Regions from separate parts of the Mus musculus genome. Here all the other regions are linked to region 1. Evidence: chromatin contacts called from public Hi-C data. All regions are on one chromosome and are shown on one strand. The core of a region is the stretch at or near the end of the contact, and the rest is flanking DNA. Distances in the headings are between cores, read along the strand shown.

What was found. A called contact is a pair of places that touch in the nucleus more often than the background predicts.
Region 2: a Hi-C map of pancreatic cancer cells shows a contact between it and region 1, with 1.8 times the contacts expected there. The contact joins two enhancer-like sites. A contact is called at or near these places in 1 of 15 datasets of contacts at CTCF or cohesin (the NIH/3T3 cell line), 3 of 484 Hi-C or Micro-C datasets (the 3T3-L1 cell line, embryonic fibroblasts and pancreatic cancer cells), 3 of 115 datasets of contacts at active chromatin or transcription factors (embryonic stem cells, fibro-adipogenic progenitors and vascular smooth muscle cells) and 2 of 9 other capture datasets (adipose tissue and pancreatic islet).
Region 3: a Hi-C map of uterus shows a contact between it and region 1, with 2.1 times the contacts expected there. The contact joins two enhancer-like sites. A contact is called at or near these places in 1 of 15 datasets of contacts at CTCF or cohesin (the NIH/3T3 cell line), 6 of 484 Hi-C or Micro-C datasets (adipose-derived mesenchymal stem cells, pancreatic cancer cells and uterus), 2 of 115 datasets of contacts at active chromatin or transcription factors (fibro-adipogenic progenitors and vascular smooth muscle cells) and 2 of 9 other capture datasets (liver and pancreatic islet).

Annotation. Positions count from the first base shown.
Region 1 is chr11:28,904,200-28,908,463 of GRCm38.p6, reverse strand. All of the region lies in intron 4 of Efemp1 (epidermal growth factor-containing fibulin-like extracellular matrix protein 1), which reads right to left. Among named protein-coding and RNA genes, the nearest start is that of Efemp1, 53 kb to the right of the region's middle. Within about 2 kb of position 1,958, at least 83 of the 459 cell types and tissues checked have an H3K27ac peak or open chromatin away from gene starts, as enhancers often do. A contact at or near this core is called in the NIH/3T3 cell line, adipose tissue, pancreatic cancer cells and 1 more, where this site is marked.
Region 2 is chr11:28,831,945-28,836,257 of GRCm38.p6, reverse strand. All of the region lies in intron 2 of Gm34185 (a long non-coding RNA gene), which reads left to right. Among named protein-coding and RNA genes, the nearest start is that of Gm34185, 18 kb to the left of the region's middle. Within about 2 kb of position 2,292, at least 57 of the 459 cell types and tissues checked have an H3K27ac peak or open chromatin away from gene starts, as enhancers often do. A contact at or near this core is called in the NIH/3T3 cell line, adipose tissue and pancreatic cancer cells, where this site is marked.
Region 3 is chr11:28,810,343-28,814,522 of GRCm38.p6, reverse strand. No RefSeq gene overlaps it. Among named protein-coding and RNA genes, the nearest start is that of Gm34185, 40 kb to the left of the region's middle. Within about 2 kb of position 2,447, at least 40 of the 459 cell types and tissues checked have an H3K27ac peak or open chromatin away from gene starts, as enhancers often do. A contact at or near this core is called in the NIH/3T3 cell line, pancreatic cancer cells and uterus, where this site is marked.

The DNA of each region.
Region 1 (4,264 bases), core at 709-3,208:
TTTTGAAGACCCATTATTGCTTGTTTACACACCCACACAGTCATGTTAAACCATGTTTCTAAACTCTCTTGTGCTCCTTTTTTACTTGCCTGTATTTCTTTATTATCAGAAGGTGCAGTATGAGCCGTTGCTCACTAAGCCACTGCAGCACAGTCATTGCTTTTGACTCTGTTGTTTGTAGGCAAAATTAACTTCTTACATCTGCATGGGCAATGCCCTGCTTTATTTGACAGGAAAATGACTCAGGTCAGCCATGTTTTCCTGAGAATCTAGGAGCAAGTACTCTGGGGAAAGGGTTTTCTGTTTTTGTTTTTAATTATCGATCATTTGTCCTTGACAGTTAAGCTCATTTTTTCCTGCTGACTACAATGCATGAAAAGTGATGGATTTTCAGTAAATGTTTACCCAATTAATGGATGAATGAATCATTACTGTTTCCTGGGAATTGGTGTTCAGAGTTCACAGAAAGTAAGACCTAGTGTTTTAGGTTATGGAAATAAAATTCATAAGACAGAATAACAGGTAAGAGCCAAGGAGCACAGCAGAATCAACAATTTGCCTTTGACTGGCAACAACGTAGGACTCTTGCATGAAGAAGAGTCACTAAGACTGGGATCCAGCACAAGGGGAGGCCCCAAGGCCTGACACTATTACAGAGGCTCTGGAGCACTCACAAAACAGGACCTAGCATGACTGCCTTCCAAAAGACCCAACAAGCAGCTAAAAGAGTCAGATGCAGATATTTGCATACAACCAATGGACAGAAACTGCTGATCCCTGTGGTTGAATTAGGGAAAGACTGAAAGAAGCTGAGGAGGAGGGTGACCCTGTAGGAGGAACAGCAATATCAATTAACCTGGACCCTTGAGATCTCTGATACTGGAACACCAACCAGGCAGCATACACCAGCTGATATGAGGCCACCCAACACATATATAGCAGAGGACTGCCAGGTCTATGTTTAGTCAGAGAAGATGCACCTAACCCTCAAGAGATTGGAGGCCCCAGGGAGTTTATAGGTCTGGTGAGGTGGGGGTGGGGGTGGGAACATCCTCGTGGAGACAGGGGTGCAGAGAGGAGGTATGGGATTTTGAACAGTTAGAGGGTGGACCAGGAGGGGAATAAAATTTGGAGTTTAAAATAAAATAAAATTAAAAAAAAAAAGACTGCATCATTCAGAGTGAGCAGCATTTGCCTCTGACTGGGAGCAAGGTAGAGCAGTTAACTGAGCCACAGGAGTCTCATGGACTGAGTGTATCACTGAGAGTGAGCAGAAGCTTTGCTGAGGAGGCAGGTTCTGAAGGGCAATTCAAAGGTGATGAGCTGGTATGGGGAGGAAGCTGTCTCTTAGAAGACAGGCCCCACAGAAAGAGACCCAGGAACTGCAGAGAATGGCAGCGTTCTGAAGTCAGCATGATTGTAGGAGATGTATGTGAGAAACCTGGTGCTGCGTCTGGCAAACTGTGCTCATAAAATGTTTGCTCAAGTCATTAGACAAATTCAGAGACTTTAATGTGAGATTTTTGAGGGTTTGTATTGAACACCATAGCACATAACTCTTAAAGAAGCAGCCATGGACTAATGTTAACATTACCAAGGTTGGGGGGGGGGAGGGGGAGGGAGGCAAATAACGGAATGTGATTCCTAAAATCCTACAATACTTTTAATCATTCTGATATATGGAGATTAGCTAAGGGCATTATTTAGTAATTTTCACACACACACACACACACACACACACACATCTACATTTCCGTTTTTGTGGTTTATAAAATGGTAGGTCTCCATCTTCTTGGTGCTTTAAATAATCCAACATAATAATCTTTGGTGAGCTCTCTAACAGGCTGGCCCCTAGTCAGTGGCACCACAAATCTGACATTGTTGCACAGCTAATATAGGAATAGTGTCCATTCATTGGTGTCCCTTAGGCTCCTTCTTAGGCCTTTGTTCTCTGAGTTTGGCTCCTTTCCTGTATTCTGACTCATAGTTTCCAAATCCCTGACTCACCCTGCTCCCTCTCTTATGCAACGTTTTAATCTCTGCAATGTTCTTTCCATAATTTGATAACTTACCACGACATGGAGTCACTTCATTGTGTTTTATGGGCAAGGGTAACCTGCGGTTTGAGTGCTCAGTAGTGACACTTCAGTTCACTGGTTTTGTGCTGCATTAGTTTAAGAAATGATTCCCAACTACTTTTGAAGAAGTCACTGTAGACCATCAGTAAACAAACAAAGGAGAAAGGGGGTCAAGCTCTGGCATCAGTAAACGTTTTCAGTAAGAGGAGTTGAGTGGATGAGGGCTTTAAGGATTTGGAGAATTGGTTTTATATTCAAAATTATCCTAGAAGATAAGAAAGTCACAACAATACCTAAGGACATTGTGTTCCATATCTGCTTTACTTAGTAGTGCCTACTTGTAATTACAGTCTTGGTAAGCCGTTAAAGTTGATGATTGAAATCTATCTAGAAGAAAGTAGTAATACAGCTTTTTGTAGACATTTCTTAAAATTCTAAAACAAATTGGCATCAAGTAGATACACACTTTGCTATATGGAAAGATATTTTTTTCAAAACCTACTTTTAATAATGGTTCTTTTAAAAAAAATTAGATATTTTTTATATACATTTCAAATGCTATCCTGAAAGTTCCCTATACCCTCCCCCTGCTCCCGCCCTGCTTTCCTACCCACCCACTCCTGCTTCTTGGCCCTGGCATTCCCCTGTACTGGGGCATATAAAGTTTGCAAGACCAAGGGGCCTCTCTTCCCAGTGATGGCCGACTAGGCCATCTTCTGCTACATATGCAGCTAGAGATAGGAGCTCTGGGGGTTCTGGTTAGTTCATATTGTTGTTCCACCTATAGGGTTGCAGACCCCTTCAGCTCCTTGGATGCTTTCTCTAGCTTCTCCATTGGGGGCCCTGTGTTTCATCTTATAGATGACTGTGAGCATCCACTTCTGTGTTTGCCAGGCACTGGCATAGCCTCATATGAGACAGCTATAACAGGGTCCCTTCAGCAAAATCTTTCTGGCATATGCAATAGTGTCTGGGTTTGGTGGCTGATTATGGGATGGATCTCCGGGTGGGGTAGTCTCTGGATAGTCCATCCTTTTGTCTTAGCTCCAAACTTTGTCTCTGTAACTCCAGAAAGATATTATGGAAAGATGTTATTAAAGAAGTTGGATTTCTAATGCTCTTACTCCAAGGAGCCGCATGAAACAGATGTTCTATGATATGCAGTTAACAGGAGAGAATGGAGCATGGCATTTAGATATAGAATCAGCTTCCTGGTGTTACTAAAAACTGAGTGTTGGTTCCAACACTGAGGTTCAGCTCCACTCAAAGTTTCCCTTTGTTCCTTGTAGTGTAGTTTGCTGGAGACTTCTCTACTATGAGCTGTGGGATAGCAAAGGATGTGCTGCTGTCCTGTGTATTTAAATTTTTTCTCAGGATTAGAGAGTATTGTTAATTGTGTCATACCTATGTTGGTCCCCGTGTTTCTTTTATTTAGAGTTAGATTCCTAGCTCTCTGTGTTTTCTGTTTCTCTTCCCAGTTTTTAGTCAGTTATCAACAATTTTTGTCAAAGATTTTCTGTTTCCCTTTGCTTCGTTTATAGAGTTGAGATCAGATTTATCTGGGCAAAAGGCCCAGTTCCAGTTAGCTTTTTACTCTTCTGAAAATCTCAGTAAGAATTTACCCAAGCTAAGCAGTTCTAGTGGAGAAAGAGATATTTACTGACAAAGGAGAACTGTCATCATCAAGGCCAGAGTAGATTTATAGTTCTAGATTCTTATCAATTCTGGCAAAACATAGGCAACAATTTGGTGTGCCTTAAATGATATATAAAAAAATCATTAAAATCAGCTTTTTGTCCTCTTGATGGTTCAGTTTTTGGTTTAGAAGGTAACCAAATCAAGTGTTCTGTAGAATTTTATGATATGTTGTTCCCATGTGGAAAAGAACATGCACATGTGTCAGGGCTGATCCTTCAATAGTGACGGTGGATTTTCATTGACAATGGACCCTTGCTCACTGACATTCCCATAGAATGAGAGATTTCATGTACAAGCTGGCTAGATGGGCTTCATCATATCATCAATAAACGTGAGAAGAAAACCAACTGGTTCACATGAATGTTGAATCTGTTTTATCTGTACTATCCACAAAACAAATGTACTCATTAAGTCACTGGCTGAAATGAAAGAGTAGCAAGAAAACAAAGGATCAAGTGCTCATTCTTTAGTGTCTTTGTGCACTGGCA
Region 2 (4,313 bases), core at 1,043-3,542, 73 kb after region 1:
GGTAAGAGCCCACGTCCTTCCAGATGAACTCTCAGCTGTGGTTCATCAGAGCCATGCTCTGTGGTAGGACCCAGTGCTGTGTATGTCCATAGCACTGAATAGGAAGCCTGGACTTTCTGAACTGGGATGAACCTGAGCCAACAGATTCAGGGAGGGTTTTAACTTTGCTGTGTGTTGTCCAGATGACCAGTAACAGTTAAGATAGGGTCTGTTGTGTACCTGAACCAGTTGAACTCTGCACAGGAAAATAAGCACATAGTGAAATGGGTCAGGTCTTGGGCCTCACAGGCCAAGGCTTATCCACTGCTGTGGGGAAGAGGAAGCCATGCCTAAGAGTTTTTGTTTGATTTGTTTTTGTTTTTTGAAGGAAATACTGGCATGTGTTGAGAATGACTTCTTTCTTTATTTTAGATATGTTATTTTCAGTCTCTACCATTTTATAGTTTTTCACTAAAAGACTAACAAGCCACTCAAAAACCCAGTTTGTCAGAAGTAAGAATCTTGTGAGTTGGCAAGAAAGTGTCTTTTTGAAAGGGAAGAGTCAAACTTAAAAGTTTTTTGTTTTTTGTTTTTGTTTTTTGTTTTTCTGACAAAATAAGAAGAAAGGGATGGATTTAAATTAACTGTGGCCACAGGGGGGAAAAAAGAAACTCAAAATATTCCTTAGACCCCTTGAACAGTTTTTATTTAATATGATCCAGAAACTCGAGGCCATACACACATCTAAGATGTGCTTGGTCACTTAACTCCTCTGTGTGGGTAGGGCTTGTGGCTTACATAGCCCAAGTAGAGAACTTTATTTCACTAGTAGCTGAATAATTCATTTTCTAACTTCTCAACAGTCAAAGCATTTATGCTACTCCAAGTAACTATGTTATGCTGTAGAACCTACAATATTTTTAATTGAATCCTTGTGTGGTGATTCTTTTTAGAAGCCTGGAGAGAGCTTAGTTGTTTATTATAGGCCTTTTCCAGACTATTAACAATCCCCTCAGGTCCCTCCTGCAATATTTTATTTTTAAAGAGCACCTGGTACTCCAAACTTAGTTTATTTTCATATTTCAAGTCTGAGCTCTGACTGAGGGGAAAAAAAAAACCCAAAAAACCAGAGAGCCAGCACCTGGAGTCAGGCAGAATTGGGTTCATTTTGGGAACATCTTTCTTTAAAGTATCCATTGGTTTTTGTCTTTTCTCTGATTCTTTTCTGGTCATACAATGTTTCTGATGAGTTCAGGGAGACAATGTTTGAAGCAAGGGGATCATCCTGGGCCCTTGTCACTCTGTGTTACCAGGATGAGGCTTCCCCAGACTTCTGCATGTCGTAAATCACATGCGCAAGGGCTTCCTGCTACAAATTTGTCAAATCTTAGCTGAAAGCATTTACCCAAATGGTTGACAGATTTATCCTCCCAGTCACCTCTCACCCTTTCCCCCTGGCCTCCTACTATTCATTTTGTCTTATTTAGTAATGAATAAATACTAGTTAGTGATGGACCTTGGGAACTATGGGATCCTGCTTTCAACTGGAATTTAAATTTCTACAAGAGGTCTTCTCAATTTGTCAGATTTTTGGATCCTTGACATGTATAGTTAGCATTTATTCAATCACTATTTGAAGTGGTATCTCTAGGAAAGAAGAGGTCTTGCCACATAAATTTAGTCATGGAACGAAAGCCAAGATGCAGCTCATTGGGTCGTCACCATGAAGGACTAGGAGTGATTCAGGAACATTAGGGGATATTTGTTAGCGAATTGGATCATAATTGTTTATTATCTTCTAATACAACTTTTAAGCAAACAGGAAAATATTTCACTGTGAACATGTAAGATGTTATGAGAAAGAAGCTGCTGACTTCGAGCCACTCTTAGGCTGTTCTTTAGGGAGAATACAATGCTTGGATTTTTCTCACTAGGGCACTGAATTCAAAATGGCTCTTGAGGTTCAACTAATTTTCTTTGTAACTATAGCATGGTTTACCACTCTTAATAAAAGCATATCTGCACTTGTGTGAAAGCTTGAAGCTCAATGACAGGATGTGTACTGGAAGTCTCCTGTCTTTCTACAATTCTCAGTTCTTTGTTTCTTCTCTTCATATATGCACTTTTGCTTAGAGCATGAGGAAAGTCAGGGTTGGGCTTTCTTTCTGTAGCACTGAGGGCTCTCTTCGCCGTGCCACCTTAGCAGGCAGCTCTTTAGATTGAATACTTTTCTTCAGGCAAAAGGGTCAGGCAACTGCTTAGAATGAAGTGGAAGTTATGATTCTTAGTCACTGTTGATCTAGGCTAGGTTCCAAACAATGAGAGAGTGATGAAAGCCCCTGGGTTCTGTTACTAATTGCTCTGGCATCTTAGGCTCCTCTCGTCTCCTTATTAACTGTATTGTCAGGGGAGAGTTCAAATGCCCATAGTGAAAGCACAATGTATAAACAATTTATAGTTTTAAATCTCCTCATCAAGGCAGGATGCTCACATTTAATGATGTTGTTAATGAATTCTTAATAACCTTTTCTTAATTTATCAACTTTTCTTATTTTCTCCTGATAGTAAGTTTCTGGGTTTTTTTTTTTATTGCTTTGTGAATCTTTTATATTAAATCTGTGGCCATATTTCAATAAGGCTTTTTTTTTTTTTCAATAAGGCATGTTTAAACCGTTTCACTGGTAACCTTCCCTATCTGCTATTGCTTAAAGCTTTTGAGTTAGACACCACATTTCACAATTCTTGAGACTTCACGACATCCCATTAGAAATTGCCAGGTTTGCCACAAAAGTAAAGAATAAGCTTTCCAAAAGGTATATGATTTGGTTTTTATATAGTGTTAGTTTTCTAAGTACTATATTTAAATATTTTCTTTTAAAATTATTATGTATAATTTGAATAGAAAATGATGGCAAGCCAAATGATGAAATAGTTTCAAATGTAACTATCTAGAGGTAACTAGTATCACCATTTCATTGTGTGTTCCTTATTATCATTCTAGTTATACTCATGCTATGTCTACTTGCATTCCAATTGATTTTCTTTACATTTTAACATTATTATCAATGTGTTTTCTTTACATGATTAAATTTGTATAATTTCATATGTAAATATATATGATAATATATATTTCAATAATTTATTTTTCCAGTCCTGAATTATTTGCCATTTAAATGATTTAACACTTTGTATTACTAAAGAAAGTTTCTTAAATACAATTATTTTTTTATTTTTATGTGTATGGATGTTTTGTCTGCATGTATGTCTGTATACCATGTGCATACTGAGTCCATGGAGGCCAGAGAGGGCATCAGAAATGGAGTTACAGACAGTGGTGTGATGCTGTCTGTATGCTTACAATACAAATCAGGTTCTCTGGAAGAGCAGCTGTTGTTTTAACCATTCAGACATCTGACCATTCCTTACAAACAAATTTTAATTCAGTTATTTCATACACGAAAAATTAGAGGAAATTTCTAGTAACATAAGTTTTAGTTTACTAGTACTGATTAGTGCTTCTGATATCTGTTACCAAAGTGTTCAAAAGAAAAATTGCACTAATAAATAATTCTTGGATATATCACCCTTGGGTATATACTCAGAAAATTCAAAATACCATGTAGATGAGGCACATCTATGTTTATGATTGCACTGTTCACAATTGCCAAGAAATAGAAAGGGCTTAAAAATTAAAATGTTGTGGTACATATGCTCAGAGGAATTTTATAGAGAAGTAAAGAAAAAGAAAAGGAAAAATTAACATTTTCAGGAAAATGGATAAAAGTGGATAGAAATAAAGTGGCTACAAATCACTATATTCAGCCAAATATGCTTGACTCAGAAAGGCAGATAGTACATGCTTTCTCTCATATGCAAATCTAGACTTAAAAATATATATATGTATATATAGTGCATATTTAAGTTACAGTAAAAAATGCTGTCACACGGTGCCTTGATTTATACTGTCTGCATGACTAATGGGGTAGAAAGCCCTTTCATTTTTCACTGAAACATGTGTAGTTTTAAAATACAATGTTGTATTTTTAGTGTTTGGCATACTTTTCAATTAAATCTATCTGTAGGTTTGTAAATCTATATGTAGATTTTAAAACATAAATGTCTTGCCTACTAGATATAAAACCTTTTATTTTGAAATTACCCTTTAATAATTGTTATATTTTAGATGTACAGTTTAAGTGCTTAATGGTTTACTGGCATGCATCTAGAGCACTCTGATCAGGCTCAGTGAGAGACCCCATTTCAAAAACCAAGGTGGAGAACAACTGAGGAGGACACTCATTGTACAGAATGTACTTCTATAAACCTAGAGAGCA
Region 3 (4,180 bases), core at 1,198-3,697, 94 kb after region 1:
GCGGAGGGAGGGTATAGGGAACTTTTGGGATAGCATTTGAAATGTAAATGAAGAAAATATCTAATAATAAATAAACAAATAAACAAATAAATAAATAAATAAATAAATGAATGAATGAATTCAAAGTCTGATCTCAGAATTGGTTGGGTAGAGATTTAAACATGACTTATTTTCTTACTTCAAGAGTTAAAACAGATACTAGTGCACTGACTTTGTTTCAGCATCATTGAATTATATCCATTGCCATTTGTTTTGATATCCTGAGCCATGCCAGGTTTTCAAACAACTTCTTTCTTGAGATGGGCCCTCAGACAGTATTCCTCTTTTCCAGTCCATCTTTGAGGCTGTGTATCATACTCAGAAGGCCTATGTGACTGGCTCATCCATATACCACTAGTTGGCTTTTGGAGGAAGTCTTCTTGAGCAAATCTTTGGCAACATCTTTGCCTGTAAGCTTTTTAGAGTCATCTATCAGCCATAATGGCCCTTGAATTGTGCTTTCCAGAGGTCTTAGAGCTTTACAATGTCCTCTAGAATTCTGATCTCTTCTTCAACAAGTGTCAGGTTTTGCTAGGTCTTTGTCTAATGACCACAAACCCCTTTGAATACTGAGTTCCTACATTCTGAGACACTGTAGAAATTCTAACTTCATTCTGTCTGTTCAGGCTCTTGGTGGAAGTCATATTTTACCAACCTCTAGTTTCTTGACACCATTTACTTTGGTCTCTGGTAATTCTAATTAATGACCATAACCATTGCTGCTGCTATAGGGTGCTTACCCAGATATGTTGATTAGGCTATGGCCAGAGGGCTTCAGAGGTTCTTGCAATCACAGGTGGGGAGCCCACTGGTCATTGATTTTTGCATCACCCCTATAAGATTACTGCCAAATAATTTTCTAGCTTGACTGGAAACTTTCTATCTCCCAAGGAGGTTCCTTGTAGCTGGGACAGCTCTGATTGGTAGGAAATTCTTTCTCAGACCTATTCAGTGTTGATGTATTTCCCCATATTGAGTAAAAAAGAATTCCTATTAATTAGACTCCCTAGAGTCTTTCCAGAGTTGACTTAATCTGACATCTCTGGGAGGAACACTTATTTACATTTGCAAAATTTTGTGGACACTGTCTTTTGCATTGCTGAATTCTATCTTAACTTGTCAACAGACCTGCAGTGGTCATTTAATGTAAAACACTTGTTGAACTAAACTGAGCATGTTCAAGAGAAAGTAATGAAGGCTTGGGGTATAGTGCTTACAGCATGTGTCATTGTTTTGGCAGCTATGTTTTTATGCTCTTAGTTATTTTATATGCATAATCCTTGCCTACATAGCTCACTTTTAAGCTCCTCAGGGTGTGGACCTGTCTTGTAGGTACAGTGTCTAATAAGCCTGACTCGTGACCTCAAATTCACATTGAAACTTTACAAGAAAATGAAAGCACAAGAACAGCCCACCCAGTCCCAAAAAAGGTATGGCTTTCCTTCTTTGCCTTAGGATAGTTGTGGTAGATAATGGTGGGTGGTTGATGAATCAGCCCAGGACCATGTATGCCTTTCTGAGGGTCTTAGACTGATGCCCCAGCACCAGCTTGCTTCAGCTGGCTAACAAAATTCTATTCTATTTCTGCTTTGGATATAGTGCTCTCCACTTGCAGAGCTAAACAGGGGTTAAATTGGTGCTTGGGTGTTGGCTTGGCAATCTGACAACCACATACCAGGAACACCCTTCTCCCCCTCATCTGCCTGCTGCCTGCAGTCTGCTTCCTCATTCTTCAGCCTCAGCAGGATTGATTATTTCTTTGTGGAAGCTCTTGGTTTCACCTAGGCAGAAGGCCCACCCCCGGCTTCTTTGCTGTCAGTGTGCTCTGTATGGTCTGGTCTGATTGCCGCCCCCTCTGTCTCTGTCTCTCTCTGTCTCTCTGTCTCTCTGTCTCTCTGTCTCTCTCTCTGTCTCTCTGTCTCTGTCTCTGTCTCTGTCTCTGTCTCTCTCTCTCTCTCTCTCTCTCTCTCTCTCTCACACACACACACTCACGCACGACACTGCTCCAGTACTATTTGCTTCCACCACTATCCCCTATGTTGTGCAGGAGGAAAGAGGTTGACTGTCTCACCTCTGTTTCTACTGAGCTACCTGACAGCACAAAATTGGAAGATGCTCTTCACATATTTCTGAAGGAATAACTTTTGTAATGGGTGTGCTATTCCCATAGAGAAATGTATACTAAGTGCTAGAGAATGCATGCTTCAAAGAAAAAATTGAAGCATGCCATTTATTTTTGAAGTTAAAGACTGCTTATATTGTCTGTGCATGCTCGGGGCTTTGTCAATTTAGGCATGACTTTACATGTTTTGGGTTAGCCACAGTGAAGGTCTTGTGATCTGTACAAGCCATGAGGTGAAATAGAACAAAACAAGGCGGTCAGTCCCTCAAGGTACAGAATCTCTGTAGATGTACCACAAGAGGGCAGACTACAGTAAGGGTGCAGTATCCCTTGGGTGTATCAAGGAAGTTCAGTCAGACAGGCTTGATAATCTGAATGAATGAGTACATGAGAAAGTCATCAGGAGGTGAGAAGTGAGTGTGTGAAGGATGTATCTGAGTGTAGAAGGGAGACAGTGGCAGAAAGCCCCTTAATGTTCATTCTTTAAGTACCTACTGTGAAATGCTTGCAGGGGGGAGATTTGTGATCCTATCATGTAGAGTAAAGAATATATCTGTCTATCAAGTATGAGCCGCAGAAACTCATTTACCAGAGCTAAACACACTTGCAAGGCTGCTGGGTACTTTGGCTTGATGCACATCCCTCCTTCTTATGTAATGTTGGTTTCCAGATAAGGTTTGCTTAGAGAGATGGGACCAATACAAACTTTCAATGTCAATCAAATAAGCCGTGGGCAAAGGGAAAGTCTGGGGGTTGGGTTACCTTGACTCAAGAGGGGTAGATCTCTTGATTAACAGAAATGTATCAAGCCTAGGACTGTCCATTAAGCCATCAAAAATAGATAACCATTTAGAAGATGGAGGCAGGTGGATGGCTCTAGGAGACTATTGTAGCCTAGATAGTAAGTTACAACTAGAGGTTCATAGTGAGACACTGACTTAAAGAAAAGAAAGGTCTGTGGTCATCATAAAAAGTAAAGGTGTATTTAACAGAGAACCGGAAGCATTGATTTTTTGAAATACCTCCTTTGAAAAATGCTTTGAACTTTCTAAACACTTCTGTATTTAGTGAGACTCCAAAAGTCTTTTGCATTGGCAAGGTTAATCTTCTACAGTTTTCTTTCTGTTGTTTGTTTTTTGTTTTTGTTCTTTGGAATAGTACATTGAAACATTAAGAATTTAAATGGATAATCAAACTCCTGGGTGGCCGGTGGCAAAGGCAAAAGTAGAACTATGGGCTCTTACTTCCAGGTCAATGACATTTGCAGTAATTTACTCCTTTGCCAGTGTAATAGTATGCCAACTCAGGAGAAACACCTTTGCTAATAACATGGCTCATCTTTGATGACCTGGGAAATAGGGCCCAGCTGTGACTGGGCATTCCAGAAGATGTTCTAAGCGATGACCACGAACCCAAGAATGCTTTAATATACTTTGATATTAACCCAGAAGATTACTATGTATTGTAATGAGTTTCTGAAAATTTAAGATAAATTAGCCATTTTCATTTTTATTAGATATTTTCTTCATTTACATTTCAAATGCTACCCCCAAAGCCCCTAAACACTCCCCTTGCCCTGCTCTCCAACCCACCCACTTCTACTTCCTGGCCCTGGAATTCCCCTGTACTGGGGCGTATGATCTTCGCAAGACCAAGGGCCTTTCCTTCCATTGATGGCCAACTAGGCCATCCTCTGCTACATATGCAACTAGAGACACAGCTCTGGGGGTTACTGGTTAATTCATATTGTTGTTCCTCCTATAGGGTTGCAGACCCCTTTAGCTCCTTGGGCACTTTCTCTAGCTCCTTCATTGGGGGCCCTGTGTTCCATCCAATAGATGACTGTGAGCATCCACTTCTGTATTTGCTAGGCACTGGCACAGCCTCACAAGAGAGAGCTATATCAGGGTCGTGTCAGCAAAATCTTGCTGGCATATGCAATAGTGTCTGGGTTTGGTGGTTGTATATGGGATGGATCCCCAGGTGGGGCAATCTCTGGATGGTTCCTCCTTCTGTCTC